Regions from separate parts of the Zea mays genome. Here region 2 is linked to region 1. A link is a contact called in public Hi-C data. All regions are on one chromosome and are shown on one strand. The core of a region is the stretch at or near the end of the contact, and the rest is flanking DNA. Distances in the headings are between cores, read along the strand shown. Region 1 has its middle 74 kb from the start of LOC103640487. Region 2 holds the start of LOC100280674 (cyclin-A2).

The links. Hi-C and Micro-C count contacts between places; a contact is called where the count stands out from the background.
Region 2: a Hi-C map of bundle sheath shows a contact between it and region 1, with 4 times the contacts expected there. The contact joins the promoter of LOC100280674 here to the enhancer-like site in region 1. A contact is called at or near these places in 5 of 25 Hi-C or Micro-C datasets (bundle sheath, ear, endosperm and 2 more).

Annotation. Positions count from the first base shown.
Region 1 is chr1:165,337,880-165,343,816 of Zm-B73-REFERENCE-NAM-5.0, forward strand. No RefSeq gene overlaps it. Among protein-coding and RNA genes, the nearest start is that of LOC103640487, 74 kb to the right of the region's middle. Within about 2 kb of position 2,677, at least 18 of the 20 cell types and tissues checked have an H3K27ac peak or open chromatin away from gene starts, as enhancers often do. A contact at or near this core is called in bundle sheath, ear, leaf and 1 more, where this site is marked.
Region 2 is chr1:165,413,088-165,418,942 of Zm-B73-REFERENCE-NAM-5.0, forward strand. LOC100280674 (cyclin-A2) reads left to right here and starts at 4,373. Exons shown (of 7, transcript NM_001408116.1): 1 at 4,373-5,289; 2 at 5,391-5,623; 3 at 5,715-5,855. The coding sequence starts at 4,795. LOC103640487 reads right to left here and starts at 2,107. Exons shown (of 4, transcript XM_008663095.2): 1 at 2,050-2,107; 2 at 1,472-1,606; 3 at 615-1,469; 4 at 303-612. The coding sequence starts at 2,107. The coding sequence ends at 455.

The DNA.
Region 1 (5,937 bases), core at 1,427-3,926:
AATAATTGCTCACACAGAAGGAGTTACCATAGACGTGGAACCTACCTTAGAACAAGAAATACGTAAAGGTCAGGTTGGTGATGCCAAGATTCAAGAGATCAGAGATCTATGGTAGAGGGCAGAGGTTCGGACTTCATAGAGGATGATCAAGGCACAATCTGGTTCAAGAACAGGATATGTGTTCCTAAGATAGACATTCTCCATGAGACCATATTGAAGGAAGCTCATGACTCAGCCTACTCCATCCATCCTAGTAGTACCAAGATGTACCAGGATCTGAAGCAGAAGTATTGGTGGAATGGTCTAAAGAGAGATGTTGCTTCACATGTAGCATTGTGTGATGTTTGCTAGAGGGTGAAAGCTGAACATCAGATACCTGTCGGTTTGCTACACCCTCTTAAGATACCTGAATGGAAGTGGGAAGAAATCGGTATGGACTTCATCGTGGGTCTACCCCACACATCTACTGGGTATGACTCTATTTGGGTAATTGTGGACAGACTAACTAAGGTGGCCCACTTTATCCCAGTGAAGACCACATATTCGGATGCCAGGCTAGCAGAGTTGTACATGGAACGAATAGTTTTTCTACATGGAGTACCTAAGAAGATCGTGTCTGACCGAGGATCTCAGTTCACTTCTCGGTTTTGGCAGAAGCTGCATGAGTGCTTGGACACGAAGTTGAATTTCAACTCGGCCTACCATCCCCAAACTGATGGGTAGACCGAGAGAACCAACCAAGTACTAGAAGATATGTTAAGAGCCTATGCTCTTAAACATGGTGGCATTTGGGATAAGAGTTTTCCCTATGCAGAATTCTCTTACAATAATAGTTACCAGACCAGTTTGAAGATGTCCCTGTTTGAAGTTTTATATGGCAGAAAGTGTAGACCACCATTGTATTGGGATCAAACTGGTGAAAGGCAGTTCTTTGGGCTAGAAATTATACAAGAGGCAGAAGAACAAGTCCTATTGATAAGGGAGAACTTGAGAACTGTGTAGTCAAGGCAGAAAAGTTATGTAGATACCCGAAGAAGGCAGTTGGAGTTTAAGGAGGGTGATCACCTGTATCTGAAGGTGTCACCGATCCGGGGTATGAGGAGGTTTAAAGTAAAAGGGAAGTTGTCCCCTCATTTTATTAGACCCTTCAAGATCCTAAAGCGAGTGGGGAAGTTGCCTACCAACTGGAACTACCTGACCATCTAGCGGATGTACATGATGTCTTCCATGTATCCCAGTTGAAGAAGTGCCTCAGGGTACCAGAAGAGCAACTGTCTATAGAGGAGCTTAGTGTTCAAGATGATCTGACTTATATAGAGTACCCTATCAAGATCCTTGATACCTTGACTCATGTTACGAGCAATAAAGTGATTAAGATGTGCAAAGTACAATGGAGTCATTGCAGAGAGGATGAAGCTACCTGGGAGAAAGAAGAAGAACTACGAGTAGAATTTCCCCACTTTTTCCCTAGCTCATCTTAATCTCGAGGTCGAGATTCCTTTTAAGGGGGGGTAGGATTTGTAAAGCCCAAAATTTGTATGGAATAAAACTTCTATTTATGACAAGAGCCTTGGAATTTTTGGGAACCCATGTGACTAATTACCCTCTTTTCTCTTTTGCATATGTAAATAAAGAGATCAAATTGAACAAATTAAAGGTGCATTCATGCTGATATTTTTATGTGATGCATTTTATTTAAATAAATGAACCATAACTTAAATTTGAATTAAAATTATAAATAATATTATAAAACAGAAAATGAGTAAAAGAAAAAGAAAACGAAAAAACCCGCGCTGGGCCGCTCCCTTTGCCCACGGCCCAACTCGCGCGCAAATCCTCCCATCTCGGCCCATCCAAAGCCACGACCCGGCGTCATCCTGTGCGCGCGCACCACCCGGTGCTGTCTGCGCTGACTGAAATGCGGGCCCACTGGTCAGGCGCTTAAGTGCACTCGGCGTCGTGTGCCGACAACTCAGACCCACTCGTCGGTCTCACTCCTCCTACGCTAATGACGCATAGACCCGAGGCCACTATAGATCTTCCTATCACCGGGAGCGCGCTGGCGACGGACCGGCCCTGGCCGAAATCCTCGTGGGGGCCAGCTGGCGACGCAACCACCATCCCACCTCGGCTACAAAAGCGGACACCCCTGCCGCTCCTGCAGATGATCCCCTTCCGCCGTCGCACTAAGAGCCCAAAAGACATCGCCGCCGAGCGCCATTAATAGAGGAAAGCTGCCGCCGGTGAATCTCATCTATGCCAACGCCCCCGTCTTCGACGCACCGCCAAGCAGAATCACCTGGGCATAGGAAAGCCGTCCGTGCCCTTAGGGTGAATCAGGAGTCTTCGGGACGCGTGGAATTCCATGTCAGTTGGCCGGGAAGATCACCGCCGCGTGCATCGTGGCGGGCAGCTCCACCCTCACCGACATAGCGAGTAAGGACCTCTCCACTGGTTTTGCGCTCGCCTCCGCCCTGCGTAGGATCCATCTGTTATGATTTTGGGGCACTAGGGAACCGATCCGTAGTTCGTCGGTGGGAGCTCCACCGCGAGGGGCGAGGCTCGTCGCCCTGCTCTGACCTAGGGAGGAAGAATAGGTTTCAGACGTTGGATGCTCTTTGAACGGCGTTGATTGAATCCATGTATTTGGGGTGGTTGTTGCATCTACGTCGTTGGTTCGTGCAGGGACGACTGTGATTAAACCGAGCATACCGTTTCAGCTGGATCAGTCTGGTGCGTCCGATCTTGATCCAGTGGATGCAGAACGATCTCAATATTTAAAGCCTGCGCCATTGGATTAGAATCCGATGGCTTCCCTCGCGTGTCACTTTAGTGTGAGCGTGGTTCTAATCTGGCGCGTAGATTATTGATCGGGCGGCTCAGAACAACATATACCCTTTCGTTCTGACATATTAGCAAAAGAGACCCTACGTTTCTTGTTTAAAAATCCGTAGTCTAGGTCTGTGACAAGATCATTACGCAGAGGCCCCGAATTTTGCAGATTAAACCCTGTAGAACTCTAGATTATTGTGTGCAGTCCAGTTAGGAAATAAAATGGGATATAATAATAAAGAAAGTGATTTTCTAGTATAAAAATACTTCTAGGACTTGTTTAATCCATAAGTAATCCATTTTAATTCCTTTTTAATCCATTCCAGTTGCATTAATTTTTAATTAATATTGTTTATCACTTGGTAACTCTGTTTTATCATGAAACAGAGACTAAAATCATCCACTTAATTTATTCTATATCAAACACTTAAAACTTCGGAAAATCATAACTCTTTAACCGTAACTTCGAATTTAGCGATTCTTGAACTTACGATCTCATTACGATGCATGAAATATTAATATGTAGTAGGTACTCATGTTTGGTGTAATGTTAATTTCTCATGTACCATGTTTCTTTGTATTGTTGCGAGTATACGAGTAAGCCACTGAGGACCTAGGTGCCTAGCAGGTGGAAAATACTGAGCAGGAGACCGTTGAAGGGAAGTTGTGCCCTTGATCACTTTCTATTTACCCAATAATGTTCATGTTAATCATTATGATCTGCATAGGTTAATTTTGATGAGACCCAATAGGTCACCCCAGTTTGGCAATACCTTGTTTACCACTGAACTTTTGGGAAGTACCTGCTATTGATTTATGTGGTTTTGGGTGTTAAGATACACATTATTCATGGTCATGCTTTTATTACAAATGTGTTATTTACTGTTCATGACAAGATCATTATGTTAATTGGAACATGGAGCGACCACCTGGGAAAACAGTGCTACCACAAGGGTGGTATGAGACGCCCTTGACTGACTAATTAGGAAAGCTAGTGGAGAACTACCTTACCTGAAAGGGGCAAGGGCAGTAGGGGAGTGGTTTGTATAGGGAGGTTCTCGGGTTGATTTTGATGTGATGGCTTTTCAGACGGGGGATTCCTATACTGTGCTCCCTAGAAACTATAGTGGGTTTTCTAAAGCTAGTGGAACTTTGTAAAGGCCTCATAGTGTTGCCCTGCCTCACTTCCTTGGTAGAGGTGTATGGGGTCCGATCAACCCCATGGAAAATGGGTAACACGACTTGTGGGTAAAGATGTGCAACCTCTGCAGAGTGTAAAACTGGTATATCAGTCGTGCTCACGGTCATGAGCGGCTCGAACCCTCACATGAGTAACTTATGGAATTAAATTTTATTGGTCATTTGCATCACATTGTGGTTTATTTATTAATTGTGATCTCTCATTATTTTGGTTGGTATTTACTTATACTTAGTAACTGCTAATAAAATTTGACCAACTTATTAAAAGCAATGCTCAACTTTAACCATTATTTGTTGATCAGCCTTACACTTCACATGAGCTCCCACCTTTGGTGAGTTCATGCACATTATTCCCCACAACTTGTTGAGCTATGATATTTTGTGAGCTCACCCTTGCAATATATAAATCCCCCCACAGGAGAAGAACAGGTAGCCCAGGAGGAGGTCTAGTACAAGGAGTACGAGCTTGTCTTTGTGGCGTCTCGCAGTCAGCTTGATGGCGCCAAGGAATAATTATTTGTTTTCTTTATTGTTATCATTTATTTTTGTAAGACACTTCCACTATGTAATAATGGTTGTGACATTTATCGCTATACACTTGGTCATTATATGTGTTGTTCTTCTTTGGCGTACATATGAGACGCACACGGCTTTATCCCTTAAATCTGGGTGTGACAATGTAAGAATGGCTAAGTGTTGCTAGAGTTCAAATAAGAGTCCCATTTACAAAGGGGTTGTCCCCCTTTATAGATCAAGGGAGAGGGAGTTACAAGATATGTGGGGCCAACCTGACAGCCTAACCTTGCCTACTGTACTATAGAAGGTGTAGACATCATTCATTGGTCCTGTAGCACCATCGCCTGCACGTCGTGGATGGTCAAGTGAAAGCTTCTAGGACCCTAGATGGTTTTAGTGATTAATGACAAAGTAATATTATATGTGACTAACGTGTGTTTTGCAGAGCAAATAGTAAGTTAACTCGCATTACAGGAAGTTGTCGGTGAAAACAATCCTTGAGATGAGAACTTGAAGCGACGGCTGAAACAACGAATCAAGAGAAGAAGGTCTTCGTATTCGGAGTGTCAAAGGAGTTGCGGACACTCGGTATAGAGTTAGGTATTCTATTTTATTTTAGCCATACTATAAAGAGGGGTTGTGAATGTGTAGTGTTGGTGCATATTCACACTCACATCTAGTGCTAGGTGTCACTCTATAACACACTCACGAGTTAGAACGAAAACGAATTCGAAAAACAGAATGAAAAGGAATATAGGGTTTCTGTCTTAGGGGCATCAAACTGTCCGGTGTGCACCGGACTATCCGATGTGCCCCCTGACAGTGGGGCCAGTCAGGCCTGGGGGCAAAGCCTTGCCCCCGAGAAAAACCTGAGAGCAACGAGTTGCGAATTTGAATTTTAGTCGTCACACCGGACTGTCCGGTGTGCACCAGACAGGAACTGTTCACTGTCCGGTGTGCCATCAGCCCAATGGCTAGCTGTCAGAACTAGCCGTTGGAGTCGACCGTTAGTGCACCGGTGGCGCACCGTTGGTGCACGGGTGGTGCACCGGACTGTCCGGTGCACCCATGCGCAGAAAACCCTGGTAACAGCTAGTTTGTTGGGTGGGGCTATTTATACCCCCTCCACCTACCATATTGAGTGTCTTGCCGCTCACATTGATGACCATACATTGCTAGAGCATTGCAAGCACCACAAAGCATAGTGAGGTGATTAGAAAATCTTAATCCCGCATTAGGACCTCATTAGTGCAAGTGAGAACCACCTAGAGCACACACTGCATACATTAGGCTTCTCTTGGTCAAGTGAAAGTCTATGGCTTGTTACTCTTGGTGATCGGCAGCACCTAGACGGCTTGGTGGTGTTTGGAGCATGGTGATCACCTCGGA
Region 2 (5,855 bases), core at 3,123-5,622, 77 kb after region 1:
TTTTGTTGTTCATTCTCTACGTGATTGAATATTTCTTAAATCGAATTCGTTTTTATCTTTCCCTGTTAGGTTTAATTGAGACTCCTAAGTGAAATCTAGCAAGGAAAGGATAATTCGGCAGGATAAGGTGGGTAACGGTACCCACATTTTATGGTCTCCCTGAGCCCGGATGTGTGTTGGTTTCGTTTTAGCTGATGATGCCACCTGTCCGCTCCATAAAAACTCCACGGATTTCAGCTCGACTGTAAAAAAACTCTGGAAACCATTGTAGCAATCAAACATTCAGAAACTTTGTACAGTCAAAAATGAAGACATCGTTTTATTTCTCGATGCAAGATGGAAACAAACATCCATCCCCGGTAGTTTTGGGGGCACAAAAACAAATTAAACGAAATTTACAAAACAATAAACAACTAATATTCCGTCGCTATAGATAAGGAAAGTAGAGTTGTCCTTAATCGATGTAGCACATGTTGTTCCCCTTCCCATCCTTCTTCAGCTTCTTGCCCCGCCGGCGGCGGCGCTCGACGTCCTCCACCCGCCGCACGGTGCACTCAAGCGCGTCCACACGCTCCGCTAGAGCCCCGATCACCGCGCATTGCTGCGTGTTCGCTCGCATAGGGCCTCGACCATCTCCATAACCTTCCGAGTGTCCAGGACGTTGTCGGCAGCTCCGGCCTCCCCTGTCGTCCTCGTCACCTCGCTCGTCATCAATGCCTGCGGGAGCGCCTCGGTGGACCCCGTCGCCGCAGTTGTAGGCTTCGCTTCATCCGCCACCATCTCCCATTCGCCCTCATCAGATACTTCCGTCTGGTCGTCGTTAATGTGCCCATCGTCCTGCATATTTTCGGATTCCTTCACCGCCTCGCTGTCAGCTTTACCCCCGTCCACCTCCATATCGGCAACCGTCTCAGCCGCTGCATTCACCTCAATCCCGCTGCTGTGCTCCGCGGCGTCCGACATCTCCATCGCCTCCGCGCTGTCGTCCGCCATCTCGGACGTCACCTCGGACTCGTTCTCCTTCGCCACGACCTCCGAATTCGACGTCGGCTTTGGTTCGAGGGCGTCAACAGCATCCTGCAGCGCGAGGACCCTCTTGGTGACCCTCTTCTGGTATTCCCGCGCGCCGCGCACTGCATCGAGCTGCAGCAGCATCTTCATCAGCGCCTCCCCGACGGCGATCCGCGCCCTCGCGTCCCCGCGTGGCGCCTCTGCCTCGCGCGCAACCTTCTCCCCGACCTCCGCCGCCTCACGCTCCACCTCGTGAACAGCACACACCGACTTCCTCGCCATGAACCCGCGCGTCGCGGCCTGCAACCTAATCGCCGCCGCCTCCGACGACGACGCCCGCTTCCTCAGCACCGCCGTCGGTGGCATTCTGGCCGCACCGCGCACCGGCTTCGGGTCGGAACCGACGAAGCGGACGGGAACGGAGACCGACCTCGAAGACTCGACCCTGGGCCGCGGGGGGGTCCACCTTCACCGCCTCTAACGCCGCGGGACGGAGCGAGGTGCTGGTACCGGTAGTAGGGATAGGCGTAGTGGTACGGGGAGGGGAGGTGTAGTGGTACGGGGACGTCGAATTGGCCAGCGACGGTTTCTTCGCCTTCCCAGCCGCGACGGCAGCCTCAGATTTGGCGCCCGTCTTGGAAACCTTGGTGGACTTTGCTAAATCGGCGTCCTTGCCATTGGCGCGAGGTGTGGGGAGGGGGCAGAACCGTGCACCGTGAACGTCTACACTATAGTTTTAAGTAGTAGTAGAGATAGTGATTAAAACACTGTTTTTTATGGTAGACTATATTGTTTGTAGAGTGGGGTTAAATATAGGGATAGGGTTCCATGGAACGGCACAAACTCTTTGAGTTCCATACGTGGTAGAGAGGTGCCAAAATGAACGGCCAACGGGCCGCCCACCTGAAAGCCTGAAACAGCACGGCTTCACGATGATGTTCCGCGATCAGAATAACCGATTTTTACGTGTGGATGGTGCACTGCACACCATCCACTAGCTAGGGCACCGTAGGCCGTAGCTAGCTAGCTCGCACGCACGTCTCTGTCTCTCCACAGGAGACGGATCGCAGGTACATTCCGGGTCCGCAGAAAACATGCGTGCGAATACAGAGTACGTGTGAGGATCATGGAGTACATATCTGCACATGCATGCATCCGTTTCACTTTATTTTACTGGCGTGCCAATAAGATCTCCTCCATATATGTCGTCCTGGCGATACGATGCTAGCTTATCTGCAACAGTTCACATCGTCTTTAGTGGCTTCCTGACAAGCTGCCGTTGTCTACTGTTCGTTAACGTGACGGTGATGCTATCTCGTGTTGCTTCAATATTGGTTGCATGCATCAACCAAAATCAAACAGTTATTAGGGGTTGTTTGCCACTACTTTAGGTTCGAGCTTCAGCGTGAAATTGTGGTGCATAATATAAATTTAAATATGTTTTAAAAAATATTTTTAATATAAATAAGAAACAAAATAGTTTTTGTAAATGTCATCTACAAGTTTACGACTTCAGCTTCACGGTAATCTAAAGCTCCTAATTATCTCCTTCATCAATTTTACTAGATTTTATGAAGCTGAAACGATCCTAAACAAAACTGTATCATAAATATCTTATTTTATTATATTCATTTAGCCAAACCCGAGATTCTTTAACTTTGTAAGAAAGTTCAAAGTGGCTTAAAGGTTTGTGACAAAAGGAGTAAGAACATGTTGTCCTCGCTTATGAATAGAGTTTATGCACGTACTATTGGGAAACTATTGTCCTAATCGGCTCAGCACTCATAGATAGTTTAAGACTAAATAGTGAAAGATATATCACCGTCGCTTTATAAATAAAAAGGACATCGTTGTCAGATTTTAGAACTATTTATCCCTACTAGCTAGAATACAACCTACCACTATACTATGTATCACCATTGGGTTCTATTGCCAACCCGTTATGATTCCCTCATTACCGGATCCGAAGTTTATTTTGAACACATGCTCATATCTCTCTCACTTGTTCTTCTCTCTCCATATTTTATATATGTCCTCTCTATCCTGCTCTCGACCAGCTAGTCTCCTCTCTCTAGATTCTGCAGTCAAGCTTCCAATCTACAAGCCTCTCCACTATCCTCATCCCCTTATCTCACTAGGGATGTGGGGGTTGGTCTAGCGCAAGGGCACAAGCGAGAAAGAGGATAGGTAGAGCTATCGGCGTGAGGGTATGAGGGCACGATGGAGATCCCCACCGAGCAACGATGTCTTCGCATCACTTGGCGAGGCGGGTGAAGACCTAGCTCCCGAATTATCGAAATAGTGACTCGACGAGGTGGGCAGCAACCTAGCCCCCGAGCTATCGAAGTAGTGACTCGATGAGGCGGGCAACAGCCTAGGCCCCAAGCTGTCAAAGTAGTGACTCGGCAAGGCCGGTGAGGCGGGCAGCAGCCCAGCCCCCGAGCTGTCAAAGTAGTGACTCGATGGGGCAGGTAGTGGTCTAGCCCCGAGCCATCGGAGTGGTCGGCGAGCTTGATGTTTGATCATGTAACTTTGAGCATTGAACTTTGAAGATCCTTTTATGACTTACTTATGACCTGCATGTAGTTAAGGATATTTTTATGGCATGAAAAAAATGTAGGAAAATTGCTATGCAAGAAGGAGATTTGTTTGAGTTATGACGTAATAATTGAGTATGTGCTGTGGAGGCACAGCGAGAGTGTGTAACGCTGTTTATGAGAGCGAGAATTGTGTCTACACAAGTTTACTATTGTGTTTGGGGAAAAAATAAATATGAAAAAAGAAATATGGGTTAAAGGTTAATTGGATTGTTGCTGTTACATCTATCTTGATCAGACAACTAAAGTATCTTAGATAGATGAAGAATTACGAGGCCGAAGCACTGGTCCTCTCGTCAGGGAGGCGCTAGGGCCCAGGCTGGTGGCCAGGTAGCCTCGAGCCCACGGGGAACGTTGCCAGCTGGGAAAAAAATTTGGTGCAGCACTGCTGCAAACCAGAGTGGTTTGCAGCCTCTCACAAAAAGGTGGATGGACCCCACCTGCAGATCCACCAGATAACATTTTTGTTGCTGCGGGTGGGGTCTATCCTCTTTTTTGTGAGAAGCTGCAAACACTCTGATTTGCAGCAGTGCTGCACCAAATTTTTTTCCGCCAGCTGCTCTGCTCCTGTTCGTGCTCGGCCGGACTGCTCGTGCGCCGGCGACCGGGCGAGGCGTACGGGCTCCTACCGCCCGCTGGGCCACGTGGGCTCCCAAAAGGCCAAAGTGGCAGGACATTGTGGTGGCCCGCGCCTCGGATTTTCGGAAATATTTTTTCGCTAGCCGTCCCGCCTAATCACACACTGGCACACATTGACAGACCACCGTCAGGGCTGTCAGATGCTCTCGGTCCCCTCCCCCCCCCCCCCCCCCCCCCCCCACCACACACAAAATTTTAATCCCAGGGGCCGCGAAGGAAAAGAAAAAAAAACTGGTCCCCTCCGCCCTCCGCCGTACCACCGCGCCTCCGCATTTCGCATCAAGCCAGAGCGGGGGCAGAGGCGCCTCTCCCGCCGGAGACCCGAGCGAGAACCGCCGCTTCCCCCTCCTTCTCCTCATTTTGAAATCGCGTTTTGGCGGCCTATCTCCTCCGCACCGCGCACCATCTCTCCTCCGCTGCAACGCTACTTAACCGCCTCGATTTGCTCCCCATTTCCCCGTCCAGCCTAGATAGACCTGAGCCGAAACCCTAGGACCCCGCGCCTCCGCTTCCGCTTCCCCCTCTCCCGCAGCTGACGAGGCCGACGATGGGGGACAAGGAGAACGCACCTCCCTTGGGGGCCCGGGGCGCGGCGGCGCCCCGGCTCACGCGGGCCGCGGCCAAGCGAGCTGCGGCGGCGGCGGCGGCGGCGGAGGGTCCGGGCGACGCCAAGCGGCGGCGGGTGGCGCTCGGGGAGCTCCCGGCGCTCGCCAACAACGCCGGCCTCCGCGCGCCGTCCTGCCCCGTCAAGCCCTCGAAGCCTGCGTCCAGGCCCGGGAGGCACGCGAGGAATGTTGCGCCGGAGGCCCGCGGGCCCTCCTCCGCCCACGAGGCCGAGCGCTGCGCGTCCTCCCCGCCGCGCACCGCCGACGCCGACGCCGAGTCTAACTCCGTCTCCAACCCCGCGCCGCGCGCCACCGCCTACGCCGACTCCTGCGCTTCCTCCTCGCCGCCGCGCGCCGCCGCCGCCGGGGCGCCCGCCGACCCCCAGCTCTGCGGGTCCTACGCCTCCGACATCTACACCTACCTCCGCTCCCTGGAGGTACTCAGCTCCGTTCTTCTCCAACCCCTGGCATCTCCGCGGATTCGACATCTGCGCCGATCTGACGCTGGCTTGCTACGGATTTGGGGCTGCGGGTGCAGGTGGAGCCGCAGCGGCGGTCCAGACCCGATTACATCGAGGCGGTGCAGGCGGACGTTACGGCGCACATGCGCGGCATCCTCGTCGACTGGCTGGTCGAGGTCGCCGAGGAGTATAAGCTCGTCGCCGACACCCTGTACCTCGCCATCTCCTATGTGGATCGCTTCCTCTCCGTCAATGCGCTCGGCCGCGACAAGCTGCAGCTCCTTGGCGTCGCCTCCATGCTCATTGCTGCGTAAGTGCCACTTGCCATCCGCATTGTGTCATTTGCTTCTAATTCTAGGGCATTGCACAATTGGGGATTGATTTGGGTCCGGCGCTCACAGGAAGTATGAGGAGATCAGCCCGCCGCACCCGGAGGACTTTTGCTACATCACAGACAACACCTACACCAAAGAGGAGCTCCTCAAGATGGAGAGCGATATACTCAAGCTTCTCAAGTTCGAGTTGGGCAATCCTACCATTAA